3 separate regions of the Sus scrofa genome follow, and all the other regions are linked to region 1. The links are chromatin contacts, called in public HiChIP or PLAC-seq and promoter capture Hi-C maps. All regions are on one chromosome and are shown on one strand. The core of a region is the stretch at or near the end of the contact, and the rest is flanking DNA. Distances in the headings are between cores, read along the strand shown. Region 1 holds the start of PTRHD1 (putative peptidyl-tRNA hydrolase PTRHD1). Region 2 overlaps NCOA1 (nuclear receptor coactivator 1). Region 3 overlaps NCOA1 (nuclear receptor coactivator 1).

What was found. Promoter capture Hi-C pulls out the DNA fragments that hold promoters and counts their contacts. HiChIP or PLAC-seq counts read pairs in DNA pulled down with a chosen protein or histone mark.
Region 2: a contact with region 1 is called in a promoter capture Hi-C map of liver, with 2.8 times the contacts expected there. The contact joins the enhancer-like site here to the promoter of PTRHD1 in region 1. A contact is called at or near these places in 1 of 5 promoter capture datasets (liver), 12 of 47 Hi-C or Micro-C datasets (alveolar macrophages, blood, embryonic fibroblasts and 7 more) and 1 of 2 datasets of contacts at active chromatin or transcription factors (alveolar macrophages).
Region 3: a contact with region 1 is called in an H3K27ac HiChIP or PLAC-seq map of alveolar macrophages. The contact joins the enhancer-like site here to the promoter of PTRHD1 in region 1. A contact is called at or near these places in 11 of 47 Hi-C or Micro-C datasets (alveolar macrophages, blood, embryonic fibroblasts and 6 more) and 1 of 2 datasets of contacts at active chromatin or transcription factors (alveolar macrophages).

What each region holds. Positions count from the first base shown.
Region 1 is chr3:113,976,976-113,981,991 of Sscrofa11.1, reverse strand. PTRHD1 (putative peptidyl-tRNA hydrolase PTRHD1) reads right to left here and starts at 2,818. Exons shown (of 2, transcript XM_003125332.4): 1 at 2,532-2,818. The coding sequence starts at 2,783. It overlaps CENPO (centromere protein O), which reads left to right and starts at 2,791. Exons shown (of 8, transcript XR_002342821.1): 1 at 2,791-2,937; 2 at 3,227-3,335; 3 at 4,373-4,542.
Region 2 is chr3:114,039,830-114,044,845 of Sscrofa11.1, reverse strand. All of the region lies in intron 10 of NCOA1 (nuclear receptor coactivator 1), which reads left to right. Among named protein-coding and RNA genes, the nearest start is that of NCOA1, 57 kb to the left of the region's middle. Within about 2 kb of position 3,050, at least 5 of the 83 cell types and tissues checked have an H3K27ac peak or open chromatin away from gene starts, as enhancers often do. A contact at or near this core is called in liver, where this site is marked.
Region 3 is chr3:114,019,039-114,024,054 of Sscrofa11.1, reverse strand. NCOA1 (nuclear receptor coactivator 1) reads left to right here. Exons shown (of 19, transcript NM_001025228.1): 15 at 1-2. Among named protein-coding and RNA genes, the nearest start is that of CENPO, 42 kb to the right of the region's middle. Within about 2 kb of position 2,399, at least 1 of the 83 cell types and tissues checked has an H3K27ac peak or open chromatin away from gene starts, as enhancers often do. A contact at or near this core is called in alveolar macrophages, where this site is marked.

The DNA.
Region 1 (5,016 bases), core at 1,569-4,068:
CTTTATATTCCTATTTATAAAATGGAGATTTTTTTCCCCTCCCCTCTGGAGACGGCGAGGGAATGCACTGGTCGTAAAGGTGCTCTGCACACTTCCCAGTTCTCTTACGACTGGTGCCTAAGCAGCCATCCCTAATCCTTCAGCCAGCTCCGGGCTGACTATGGAGGGGTTTCTAAACATCACATCACCTCCACTTCCTCCTGCTTCCACCCTGGTTGACACAAACCTGGAAGGATTTTCTTTCTGCTGGAGTAGTTCCCACTTGTTAACTCGAGGGTGAGCAAACTATTCTCTAGTATCCTTCTGAAATTGTTTTCCTGATCTTTATCATCCATTACAGGAGATAGGAGAGCTATCACTCAGGAAATAAAGATAATGAGGGCGTTATGCTGCATAAGGTGTCTATTTTGGCCTATGAAGGCAGAAGGCACTGAGGGATGAGAGATTTGTCTTATCAAATTAGAGGATGATGGGATTGCCACTCCTAATCGACGGAGTCCTTTGGGCATGCTCGAGGGAAATGCACGGACGTCCCTCCCTCCTTCTCCAGCACCAGGAGCAGCACAGCGCACGTCAGAGTGAGTCCAGACCCTTGTCCCCCCCACTTACTGATTGTGTCATCTTTGATAAGTTATGTGATTTAGCTGACCCTTTGTTTCCCCTTTGTAAAATGGGATGATAATGCTTTTTAGTAGCAGTGAGGATTTGATGAAATTAGACTCAGGTCTGTGCTTGGCACACGGGAAGCACCCAATAAATGGAGTTAATTTTTTTTTTTTTTTTTTTTTTAAGGGCCGAACCCACAGCATATGTAAGTTCCCAGGCTAGGGGTTGAATCAGAGCCGTAGCTGCTGACCTACACCACAGCTCACAGCAACACCAGAGCCTTAACCCACTGAGCAAGGTCAGGGATCGAACCTGCGTCCTCATGGATGCTGGTCAGATTCGTTAACCGCTGAGCCACAACAGACACTAAAGGGAGTTAATATTGGCAATGTCTTACACTTGGACTTTATGGTTACAGCAGCACCTTTATTCAATCGGTGGTGACTCCTAAGTCCCTTTCTCGAGTCATAGCTAACAACAAAATCATGAGATGTCTTTAAAACTCCTTGAGTTTAAAAGACAACAACTCTTGCCCACCCAAGAGTTTAAAAGGGTCAGTGATCCTTACCCCACGGAGCAAGGTCAGGGATTGAACTCATGGATCCTAGCCGGGTTCATTAACTGCTGAGTCACGAAGGGAACTCCTAAAGGTGTAAATATTTTACGCAACTCAAAGTGAGGGAGAGGGGGATTATCTGAGCCTCATGATTTCTTGATTTCCTTCCTATAAAATTCCTATAATCTAAAGGAAAAGCTATCTCCTTTCTGCCTACTTATAGATTCTCAAAACATTTTCCTACTATTTGATGTTTCACTGCCCAACAGCAATTTTTTCTCTTGAAAAATAATCTGTTTTTGCAGCTAGCCAAGAAGGAATCATCTGACTCCTCCACCCTAGGGTTCTGCTTTATTTATTAAAACAAATTTTATATGAGACAAAAACTGCCTTAAAATGAAAGCAATAATTTTTTTTTTCATTTTAAAATGTGTTTAGTGTAGAAAACTAAAAAGACAGAAGCAATAGGAAATAACCAAAATTCCCCCACCTGCTACTCAGTATTTGGATGTATTTCTTTAGTTTTTCCTTTCAAAATCTGGATCATTTTGTATGTAGACTATAGTTCAATTAGCCTCACTTCATGAGCACTCTTCCATGCTAGCCAAATATGCTCCAAAAACATGATTTATGCTAGATTCATAATAATCCATTATAAGGGCATAAGTTTAGCCAACCTATAGTATTGTAAATTTAGTGATGTCCACATTTTTCATTATTATAAAGTGCTACTATAAATATCTTTGTACAATGCTCTTTGGGTGCATCTTATTATTTTCTTAGGATAAGATATGTTTGCCCAACTGCAAAAAAACACAAAAAAAACAAAAAAAAAACTATTCTATACCCTTGGTTTCTGGTACCTTTGAGCTAAGTTCAAATTATACTAGGGTTTATTTTCAAATAATTTGGCATCATACCCAAGTAAATGCTTCAGTTTGACTTCACCTGAAGTAAGGAACTCTGTGTCCTTACCCTTCTGGATCGGTTTTGCGGCGAGGGTAAGGGCAGTACTTTTCAGCGCAGCCATTAAAAGGCCCGCCCAGTGCACAGGTAGAAAGGCAGGCGTGACTCCACCAGCCTCCGCTCTCACAAGCATCTACTGAAGAGGGACGCAGGTGAGACCGGAGGGGTGCACAAAGCATTAATAACAGGCCCATACTCCACTCTTCACATCGTCAGGCCCCGTCCAGCCAAGGTAAGGGGCCCCGGGCAGTAGCTCCAGCCGGAGAACCCGTCCCAAAACTTAAAAGTTAAACACCCCTCCCCACTAACGCCACACCCACTTCACGAAGTTAGGCCCCCGTACTCAAGACCACACCCACTTCCGGTATCGATGACCTCAGCGCCCCTCCCCCTGGCGGCTCACCTCGAGGACCACCTTGCGCATGCGCTCCAGGTCCTGGAGGTAAGCTGCAGTGTGCGGGTGGTCGCGGTAAATGTGCAAAGCCGCGGTGGCTGCGTGACAACCCTGTGCTACCAGTGCGCCCGCTGGCCAGGAAAATGGAGTCTGTGAGAGATCCTTCCGTAATACCAAGTATTGTACCAGGATTTGCGGCGCTGCGCCCGAGGCCGCCATCTTCCTGCCCAACAGAACGACCGGGCCTACTGCCCGGTGCATGCCGGGATCAGGGAGGAGCCCCGCGCGCTGCCATGTTTTTGTACGGTGGGAGCGCAAAGCACGCTGGGACCGGTTGTCTTGGTTTTGAAGTTGAGGATGGCGGGAACTCTTGGACTTGTCCTGATTGAGCAAGAAGAGAGGAGTTAAGGAGAAAGTAAGACCCATTGGCGGACAGAACCGTAATCAGGGTAGAAAGCTGAGCGGCCTCTTACAGCCCCTTCCGTGTGCGAGGAAATCCCCTGGAGCAGAGGCGCGCCTCGGGAGCTCGCAGGGGCAGGAAGATAGACTTGGACACCACAGAACGTAGACCCGGGCAACAGACGGGGCGGGTCCGGGGAGTCCTGGGGGTGTCACTTGGGGTACCCGGGGCTCCACGGGTGTGTCCCTGCCGTCTGGATTTGTCTGAATGTGAATAGATTCTTGCCATTTCTTTTGCCCCCAAGGAAAGCCGTATTACTGGTGCCCGGACAGTTTTATGGAAAGGCTCTTGAGAAGCCGAGGAGGAGATGGAGCTGGCGAATACTCTAAGTCAAGACGGCGAGTCCGGAGGAGGTATTTAAAAGATCAAATTTTCCCCCTTACTACTGCTGCCCAAAGATAACTACCAGGTTGAAAGCCCATCCCTCCTCTAAGCGAAGTGTGACCTGATCTATTATGGTTTACTCCAGTGGAAGGGGCAGTGCCCGGTGTGGGTTAGACCTGGGTTTGAGTCCCGGCTCGGCTGTTATAAATATGGTGGCCTTCGGCAAGTTATTTTACCTTTCACAATTTCTTCGTCTGGATAATGGAGGTGAATAATAACATTGTGGTGGTTGTGGAAATTAGGTTAAGTAATTTTAATGCTTTTCAGGTGAAGCATTTAACACATACCTAATTGATAGGAAATATTCAGTAAATGCTTTAATTCATTACATGCTCTGCAAATACAGGATCGAGCACAGGTGTGTTTAGGTAGTGACTGTTCACAGGTGTTTTGTTGTTAGAGTCGGTTAGCATGTCACCGTGACCTTTGCTACATTGAGCTTTACTTAGGCTCTTTGGAACTGAGATCTCTATGCATTGGTGAACTTGTTTTCCTGTCTGATATCCAGTAATATTGGTGGACAGTTCCTTTTAGTGTGTGTCTTTATAGTCCTATGCTCCTAATACTTTGCAGAGCTTCAGAGTACTTACTCAGGCCTCTTTGGATGTTTCAGTCCAAACAGTTATGCATTAGCACTTGGGGAAACCATGCACGAAACCCAATTTAAAAAACAAAATTCTACATTTTTAAAAAAGAACTTCTGAGTCAGTGACTTTGGTGACCCTGTTTCCCCCTGGGTCGCTATCATCATGGATAACTGAGATTAGTTATGTTCAGATAATGCCCTTTTTGAACAGTGTCCTGGTCAGGGACTACTTGGTAGGTCAGTGTTTGGCCTCAGAGGCTGCTATCCTTGACTTCTGTTTTCAGTTCCTCTTGCTTTAGAAATTGGCTCCAGCATCTACAATTTAGCTGTCCACAAAGTGTTACCCTGAAATGAAGGCTTCCTTTTGCCAGAGTTAGAGATCCTTGGCTTCCTGTGACAGTCTCTTTTTACTTTCCTCAGGTGTTTTAGCTCATTTGGAAAGACTAGAGACTCAAATGAGCAGATCCCATAAAAAATTGGAGGAGCCACAGAGCGCACAGGCAGTGGAAAGTGCCCTTGGAACCGAGATTCGTCAACTGAGATGTCTGCGAGATAAGCTGAGGGCTGAAGTGAGACACCGCCAAGCCAGAGTAAGGAGAGGGTGAGGCATGCTGACAGGCTTTCCTAGAGTGTGAGAAACAGACATGACTGGGAAGTAGCGAATTTGTATAATGTGTTTTACCTGCAGTCCCTGATTCCCCAAGTGATCAAACCTGTAGTCAGCTAATACCCGTATCAAATAACAGTTGGCAGGCCTCACTGCTGGACCAGGTGAATTCTTCATAAGTTTCTTAACCTGCCCTCATAGACATGAGCCTCTTACCTCAATCTCAGCCTGACTTGAGTCGTTGCCACTGTTTTGTCAGTAGCACCATCTTTCTGTTACCCAACTTGAAACCTCACAGTAAACTCGGACTTTGCCCTATTTTCAGTTTTCCCTTTGGCCCAGATCCAGTTAGCAAGACCCGTCAGAGTCTTCTTTAGATGGTGCTTCTTCTGTGTGCTTCCTTCTTCCCCTCCATCCCCTCAGCTTCTGTAGGTCAAGAATTACCCACACGTGGGGA
Region 2 (5,016 bases), core at 1,801-4,300, 63 kb before region 1:
TTTGCATTGTTGGTAGGAATGTAAAATAGGTAAAAACAGATTTGGAAAAATTGTTCAGCAGTTTCTCTTAAAGTTAAACATGCATGTCCCATATAACCCAACATTCCAGCTCTTAGGTATTTGAGAATGAGAAATGAGAGCATGTGCTCATCAAAAACTTGGCCACAAATGTTCCTACAGGTTTGTTCATGATAGCCCCAAACTGGAAGCAATCTAAATGTTCAACAACAAGGATATGGTATATTTATAAAATGAAATATTTCTCAGCAGTGAAAAGGAAGGGGACTACTGGCATGTGGCATGAATTACTCTCAAAAACATGCTAAGTGAGAAAAAGTCTAGATCATTGTGGTGGGATAAGGTAGGGAGGATTGACAAGCCAAGGAGCTTGAGGGAACTTTTAGAGGTGATGGAACTATTCTGTTTTCTTGATTCAAGTAGGAGGTTATATAGGGGTTTATACCTTTTCCAGAGTCATTAAACTGTACGCTAAAAATTGATGCATACTTTTGTATATAAACTATCCGTCAATAAAATTTACTTCAGAAATATCCAAGGTTATTTCTAGCTGATAATTAGGCATCCAAGTTTCCAGTAGTATGAAGGTGGAGTAAAGCCATTTTGAGATATAGAAGGGCTCAAGTTATTTGCATGGTATAGTCACTTTCTCTACTGAAAGTCCTAGATAATATGCTTCAGCAAACAGGGGGAAAACCAAAAAAGAGAAACTTACAAGGTCCATGGGAAACAAGCATCAGAAAGTAAGTCCAGGAATGATGCATGATCAATAAGACTAGGAAACAACCAATGTAGACTGGAATGGGGGGCCCGAGTTCTCTTGAAAGGCTGCCTCCAGGGGAGAAAGGAAATGTATCTCTTTGAGTTTATGGGAGATATTCATGATAGGTTTATGTCATAAATGTTAAAACATTTGAAAAATTCTAGAAAAGCAGGAAAATGAAAAGGAAAAAAAAAAAAGGTTAATTGTTAACTCCAGAAAAAAGGAAGCATGAGAAATTCCTGTTGTGGCTCAGAGGTAACAAACCCAACTAGTATCCATGAGGACATGAGTTGGATCCTTGGTCCCATTTGGTGAGTTAAGGATCCAGCATTGCCGTGAGCTATGGTGTAGGTTGAGTGGGTTAAGGATCCGGCATTGCCATAGGCTGTGAGGTAGGTTGCAGACAAGGTTCAGATCTGGCGTTGCTGTGGCTGTGGCAAAGGCCAGCAACTACAGCTCCAATTTGATCCCTAGCCTGGGAACTTCCATATGCTACAGATGCAGCCCTAAAAAGACCAAAAAACAAACAAACAAACAAAAAAATCATGAGCATAGTACACAATATGATCTAGCAATGAGAAATATTTGTATAGTTAATACTCAATATATGGAGTAATACTTCATAATCTAAATGTTAACTTTTTATTTTATAAAAATGCTATGATCTCTGTTAGGGACATAGGAGGTAGTAAGAGAGGTAGATATGAGAGAGCTAAAACCTTGTCTATCACGATGGTGAGTCAGAACTCTAAAAATGGAGATATCTTAGAAATAATTAGGCAAATGCCGAAGAAAAGAGCTACACAAGTTGTGACTGGCCATCTCTATTGAAAGGGGAGGAAGCAAAGGATCGGAAGGGGCAAGACAGGAAACCGTTTTTATTCATAACAGACCTTTTTGTTCTAACTTTTAAATTTATGTGTATGTGTTAATTTGATGAAAATTAAAGCTAATAAAAATAGAAAGTGTCTTCTAGTAGCTCTACAAGTTGGCGAAAGTGGAGTGTTTTTCATTCGTGACCTGTCTTGAGACATATAGCTCTTTTTTTCTCTCTTGAGATCTCACCTGAATACTGTTCAGTGTATGAAAGTATGTAAATAGGCCAGGATCTGTTCAACTTTGTCCCATAGTGATGGCAAAGGCCAGAAGCCTGGAAGGGAAGATACTGAGGTAAATGGCGGAGGGGGGGGAGCTCCAAACAGCCAGTTTACAATGTTTCTATACAGACAAGAAACAGAACAGGTTTTAAGAGGCGAAGCGTAAGGCTAAGGAAACAAGTTGGACAGGAGAAAGGAAAAGAGAACAAAGGGTTGGAGAAGGAAAAAGAAAGAAAGAAGAGGGAAAAAATATGATCTTGTAAAGAGAGAGAACAGCCTCTGATTCTCTGCCCCCTCTAGCCTCTAGCTGTCCTCCACTGCCTCTCACTAGAGCCAGAGTCCATTATGGAAAGGCTGATTCCACGTCTTAATCTGGTGCCCATCCAGGAAAATCAATCATCTTTCCTGACTGGAGTCTTCAGTCTTAAGCTGAACCATGTCAAGTGCAAAGGTCTCGCATAGGAGAGTTAATTATTGTGTTTCACCTATTAGAACTTCTGGAACTGTCTGCCGTGTCACCTTCTCTCATTCTTTTCTTTTCCTTGCCCTTCTGCATTGCATTCTGAGAGAGTCTCTGGGCCAGATTTTCCAGATCAAAGCTGAGTCTTCATCCATTTCCAGTCTGCTCTTCTGTCAGTCTATTGTGTTCTTTTAATTGTTGCAATTGTGTTTTTAAAAAAATTTTTTCTTAGACGTCTATTACTTTTTATATATATGATAGACTTTTAAATGTGTGGTGATAAATTTAGCATACTTACTTTGGAGCTCATCCATTTTCTGTCATAATCTTTTTTTCTTCAAAGTTTCTTTTTTTGTTAAATTTGCTATTGTTCTTTCCTGCTGTTGACTTTTTTTGAATGTTTGGTGAATTTGAGCCGTCTGTCCATGTGTACTGAAAAAAGACCTAGAATGAAACATCTTGGTAGCTAGAGTGTCTCTTGAGCTAAAGTGAGAAGCCCTTTTTGCCCTGGCAGTGAATGTAGGTTCTGATTATAGAAGCCTTGTTTCTCAGTTGTTGTTGTGAAGGAGTGGGGGTTGGTGATGGGGAAATCCCTCGTGGCAGCCCTTGCACCCACGTTGGGAGATTCCCTGGGCAGAACTCCCACTCTGAGTCATGCACTCACCACTTTAATCCCATGGGTAGATGCCAGAGTCAGCTGCACTCAAAGCAGGGCCTGGTGGCAGCTGTTCAGTTGTCCTTTAATTATCTGGGCAATCACCCATGGCCTGTTCCTTTACCTGCTCAACTGACCACTGAGTTTGGAGTTGTTCTGGTGTTGAAAAAAACTCGCATTTTTGGAAAACCTTCTCTTTGTCCTGATGTAAGTTTTCTAGTTTAGTTGAATTTCACTCTCAATTTTAGCTTTTCATTTGTCTTAGAAATTCTTCATTGTTCTAGTTGACTGCCCTACTTCTTTTGGCCTCTCCTTCAGATGTAAAATTATTTTTCCCCTTTTTACTTCTTTTATTTCAGTGATAATTTTAGAGAGAGAATAAAATGTAGGTAACATAAATCTGTCAAATTGAACCACAAATTTTCCTTAGATCTGTTTACATATGAGAGAACTAAGGTCCAGAGTATGAAAAGTAAGCACACACCTAGACCAAAAACTTGCCCAGAAGTTACCCAGTTAGTATAAGCAGAACCAGGATTTAAAATTCAGTCAGCCTGGTTTTAAAACATGGTGTCCATATGCACACACAGTCATGCAGAGTGACCAAGTGATTTAAATAATTTGGTTGGAAATGTACTATGGGAGCACATCAAGAGACAACTTAGAGGGATGTTGATCAAAATATGCGTAACGTGCTTTCTTGGCAGTACCTTCAACACCTCTGCTATGTCCCTGTGACACTGTCTCCAGATTCCTATCCTTTGAGGTGGATTTGACTTCTGAAATTGTGTGAAGTCGATGGAGCCAAATTTGTTGATCCAAAAAGAATAATACTTTAAAAAAAAATCAGAACCAAAATTAGACGTGATTATAAGACGTATTTTATTGAAGGACTTGTACACTGGTTAAGATAGTTCTAAAAGAATTCCAAAAATATTTGAACGTTGATAACATTACTGGAGTAAGTGAATGACCACTTAAGATGGTTTTTATGTTCTGTGAACATACACTTTCTGAGATGATTAACTTTTAAATCTTATTAGACTAGAGTACATTAGGAGTACCGCCTACCTCTAAAAATAGAGTTTCACATAAAAACTTTTCAGTATCTAAAAAGTGCAGTTTTATTTCCCTGTTTTCATGGCTGTGTTTAGTGTGTTGAGGCTATTGGTAGGTATCTTTCGCTACCGCAAAACTGCAATGAATAATCTTACGTAGAGATAATTGACCGTATTTGAGAGTATATCTGAAGTAGAAATTCTGAACAGAATTGCCAGGTCAAAGGGTAGGTAAACTTTGCCAAATGGCTCTCTTATGCCAGTGTAAGCACTAACTGACAATGTTCCTCTTTCCACACCTCCTTTCCAATAAGTTGAATTATGCACTTTCTCATCTTTGCCAACCTGACGGGTTTTTTTAAGTATCTCAATGTAGTTTTAAACTATTTTTCTTTTATCATGAATTAGGTTGATTATTTTTCCGTGATTTTATGTGACCTTTTCATATGCTCTGACCATTTATCTGTTGGGTTTTTCTGTTTTTATCTTACTGATTTTATATATACTTTTGGAATATGAAATGAAACACTTTGACTGCTGTGCATAGTAAACAGCCAGATGTAACAAAACTGAGCCGGAAACCTCTTTACCAACGGCTGAGGAAAAAATGAACTGTGAACATCAGAATCACTAGATACTGCATCAACTCTTAATGAAGTGAAGTGTGCAAAAGCCACTCTCTTGATTAGACAATGCTTTCTACTTTGTGTGAAGAAAGAAATTTAATTTTTAGTAATATAAGGGTTTTTTGGTTTTGTTTTTGGCTGGGATCATTGTGGCTAATGGGAGTAGGATGTTGAGCCTTTTGTACAGATGATTAAAAAAAAAACACACACAAAAGAAAAACAGAATACTTGATCAAGAATCCCTAAAAGCTTGTTTTAACTGCCCTGATATCAGCTGTTTCTCTCCAACACAGGGAGTGGTAAATGCAGTGATGTTTCCCTTTAAAAATTCCCCTGCCT
Region 3 (5,016 bases), core at 1,150-3,649, 42 kb before region 1:
AGGTATGAGGATTACACCTTTATGTTGCTTTTATAAGCTCAGTAGCTCTCAGTACCCATGGGCTCTGTATCTTTGGATTCACATAACCCCAGATCAAAGATATCCCCCCTAAAAAAAATTCCAGAAAGTTCCCAAAAGCAAAACTTGAATTTGCCACACTCCGGGAACAACTTTGACATTGTATTTATGTAGCATTTACATTGTATTAGGTATTATAAGTAATCTAGAGATCATTTTAACTATATGGAAGAATGCACATAAGTTATGTTTCCCCATTTTATATAAGGGACTTGAGCATACATGGATTTAGGTGTCCATGAGGGTCCTGGAACGAGTCCCTCATGGATACTCAGGGACAGCTGTTCCACATACAGGCTCAGGTCTCTCTCTTCACATGTGTTTCAGTTCACTGACATTGAAGCATTTTGCTGAAGAAGAAAGACGCTGATGTGGGAGTCAGGAGATCCAGGCTCTAGGCTTTGCTCTTAACCACTAAATGGTTGAGACTTGTCTCTCTCATTGATAGCTAACACGATTAAGTTATAGGATCCATAGGACCTGTCTGATTCTAAAATTTTTAACATCTTGTCTGCAAAGCATAATCTTAATTTCTTACTTTCTTGAGTCCCTGTGAGACTATAAGGAAAAGCCCATGTCAAACAATGGGTGTAGTAAGTACATAAATTCAAAATTTGCATATAGTTTTTTTTTTTATCATCCTGCAGATTTTGTTTCTGATAGCTTACATAAGAATAATCAGTCTTCACAAATTATCTCAGACTTCTTATTGGTGTCACGACTCTTAGCTGCTTAGGTTGTAAGATATCCCTCTGCAGTTATTAGGCAACTTTCTCAAATGCTTTGTTCTTTTTTAATCTTACATTTGCGTTGTCTCTTTCCTGTTCCCTTTGTCTCAGGTAATGATATCTTTTTAAAATTTTTCTTCTATCACTTGGAGATTCTAATAGGTAATAGAAATAAAATACATTTGATTAATCCACCAGGTTTAATCAAACTTTAATGTAAAATTAATGGCAAATTCCTGGGGAAAAAATTTAAATATATCCCTTCAATTTAAAAATGAAAGAAAAAGTAAATTTTAAGCCTGCTTAAAAATGAATTTTAATGAGAAGGCTGCTATTTGACTTGAATACAATTTTGAAGTTATATAGAGATTTTTTTACATGGCAGTATGCTTATCAACTTTGACAGCCAAATCAATTTAGACTTTTCATTCTGGTGGCAACAGGTGCTGAAATCCTTTGACTATTAAATTAAGTATCTAGGGAAACATGTGTCAGAGAGCAGCAGAATTCTCTAAGACATTTTAATCAAAATTATGCCACACTGGTTTCTTTGTCCTCAAGACAATGAAGTCATCTTTGGCTGGTTTATATCACTTCCACTATATGTGTGGGCAAGAAAAGGATTATAAATCCATATTTTAATTATAATATTTCTGAACAGGAGTGGCCTTCAAAAGAGTTGTATTTTCATGCGTCTTATGATTTCTGTATGCAGAGAATTTGACAAGCTTCCTTCACTTTATTCTAGCCCACAGAAGTACTTCCTCCAGCATTAGAAGACTTCTGTTGCTCGATTTCCCCATTCTCTTCCAAAATGTCAGCATAGCAAAAAGAGCGAATAGATCCTGACTAGCATTTATGGCATTTATTGCAGAGCCTTAAATCAAAAGATTTATCTCTTTTATTGGGAGAAAAATAACTACAAATAAGCCAAACACTAATAAATTCCCCAATAAATTCTCTTATCAAAAGAAATGAGTTCTGTTGTGGCTCAGCAGCAGGTTAAGGATCCAGCATTGTCATTGCAGTAGCTTGGGTCGCTGCTCTCTTGTGAGTTCGGTCCTTGAACCAGGAATTTCTGCATGCCACAGGCACAGCCAAAACAAATAAACAAAAAGATGGAAAACAGTACTTCTCAAAAAGCTTAAGTGTAGAACTACCATGTAACCCAGCAGTTCCACTCCTGGGTATATAGCCCCCCCCCCAAAAAAAAATGAAAACACTAATTCAAAGAGATACACACCACTCCAGTGTCCATGGCAGCATTATTTACAATAGCCAAGATAGGGAAGCAACCTGAGTGCCCATCAATAGATGAATGGATAAAGATGTGAGGGGAGGGGGGTGTTTGTGTATAATGTGTATATTATATATAAGTGTAATTATATAGGTGTGTATTATAGAGATAATGGAATACTAGTCAGCCATAAAAAATGAAATTTTGCCATCAGCCATAACATGGATGGACTTTGAGGTTATATTGCTAAATGAAATAAGTCAGAGAAAGAAAAATATTGTGTGATATCACTTATATGTGGAATCTAAACAGTGCAACAAACTAGTGAGACGCAGATATAGAGAACAAACTAGTGGTTACTAGTGGGGAGAGGGAAGTGGGAAGGGGAAGTTAAGGGTAAGGGATTAAGAGGCACAAACTACTATGTATAAAATAAATAAGCTATAAGGATATCATATGCAACACAGGGAATTTAGCCAATATTTTATAATGACTATAAGTGGAAATTTTTGGGGGGCCATACCTGAGACATGTGGAAGGAAGTTCCAGGGCCAGGATCAGACCTACACCACAGCAGTAACAATGCGGGATCCTTAACTTCGAAGCCACCATGAAACTCCAAAAATTAATTAATTTTTTAGAAAAACACAGTACTTCTGTCAGTTTTTAGTCATGCTCTTTTATACTTCATCTCTGGAAAGCCAGGAAAGGAGAACTACCATCCTGCTCCTGTTTCTTGACAAAAGCACTAGAAAAGTGTTCCAAAACCCCAGTGCCTGTGAAATTGACAAGACTTCCTTCAGGATTGTGGGTCTAGTCTTTGATCTCTTGCAAGTCAGTGTAGAACACAGTGATGGAGACAGTGAGTGGCGCGTCCTTCTTCTCCAGGCAGTATAACCAGATGTGTTGCTGCCCATTGTTAAGTATCTATCTGGTACCTGAAGTTTTCTTCCAGTCCAACTTTTTTTTTTTTTTTTTTTTCCGCTTTTTAGGGCCACACCAGTGGCATATGGAAGTTCCCAGGCTAGGGGTCGAATAGGAGCGACAGCTGCCAGCCTACACCACAGCCGCAGCAACATGGGATCTGAGCCACATCTGTGACCCACACCACAGCTCAGGGCAATGCTGGATCCTTAACCCACTGCGCGAAGCCAGAGATCCAACCAGCATCCTCATGGATACTAGTCCGGTTTGTTACTGCTGAGCCGCAATAGAAACTCCCTTCTAGTCCCAACTTTTGACTGACAAAAAATACCTTTCACAAAATAAGAATTTTTGTTTGATAAAGTCAGTATTTGTACTACAGACAAATTCCAGAAGCTAGGTACAGTGGGAAGAATAGTAGTTTCATCAGTTACAGTTTGAAATGAAATGGTGGAACTTTCAGGTCTTCTGTGAACTGTTTCAAAAAAACGGGGAAAATTGTTAGTGTTTCTAGAAAGCATAAGAACATTTAAAGATGCAATATTTTAAATTTCTTTCATTGCTTTACGTTACAAACACGCTCTACCATGTTCAGCAACCTGGTAGAAAGCTTTAAGACCAGGTTTTGTGTTGGTACAAATTAAAGTTCTGGAGAAATTCCAACCTTTTCAAATCAACTTCTCAAAATAAACAAAAAAACTTCCACAACATGTTTTTATAAATAGTTTTATTGGAACACAGCCATGCTCGTTACTTTACATATTGTTTATGGCTAGCTTCACGCAGTAGACTTAAGTAGTTCTTACAGAAACCTTATGGCCTACAAAACCAAAAAAATTTACTTATCTGGCCCTTTGCAGGGAAAAGTTTGCTGATTCCTGTGTAAACTGATGATAGTAAAACCAAAGGATGAATACATTATCTTAGCTTTAGTCCTTTGCTTTGGCATCTTTCAGCTTAATATAGGCACCAAGTAAATGAAGGAACATGTAGGTGCTAATAGTGACAGAGTGTACTTTCTTTTATTTCTGAAAACAGAAAAATTTTCTGGATTATGATGATTGCATAAGAATAGAATTAGACATTTAAATTTTATTTTATACTATGGTAATACTCAAAGAAAATGGGGGAAAAAATTTTTTTTTAATTTTATGGCCATACTCACAGCATATGGAAGTCCCCAGGCCAGGAACCGAATCCAAACCACAGTTGTGACCTGTGCTGAAGCTGCAGCAATACCAAATCCTTTAACCCACTGTGTGGGGCCTGGGATCAAAACTACTCCTCCACAGGGACCCAAGCTGCTGCAGTTGGATTCTTTTGTTGTTGTTTTGTCTTTTTTAGGGCCACACCTGTGTCTTATGGAGGTTCCCAGGCTAGAGGTTGAATCAGAGCTGTAGCTACCAGCCTATACCATAGCCACAGCAACAAGGAATCCTAGCCGTGTCTGTGACCCTACACCACAATTCATGGCAAGGTCAGATCCTTAACCCACTGCATGAGGCCAGCGTTTGAACCCGTGTCTTCATGGATACTGGTCGGGTTTGTTAACCGCTGAGCCACGACAGGAACTCCTGCAGTCGGATTCTTAACCCGCTGTGCCACGGGGAGGACTCCGAGGGTGATCGGAAAAGACATTTTTTGTGTCTATTTCATGAATTCCTTGAAGGCAGTCCAGATGTCCCTCTACAATAAACATGTCACTCCACTCACTCCTTCTGAGTGATCTCATCTACTCCTGTGGCTTTAGTGGCTTCTTCATGCTAATGACTCTGTTCTCTATCTCTAAACCTCCCAGCTCATGTGTACAGCTGCCTACTAGACAGACGCACTCGAATTTTCCATCAGCACCCCAAACTTGTCCAGTTAGATTTATCTACCCCATTTCGCCTTCCCGCCATGTCTCAATGTTCCAACTGAACAAACCTCTCAAGTTTCAAAAAAGAATACATACCTTGCTCTCTTTTCTTTTAGGCTTTTGTATGTCTTGTATCCTCTGTCTAAAATGTCCTTCCTGACCTGGCTCATTTCTGTTCCTCCCTCCTCTCA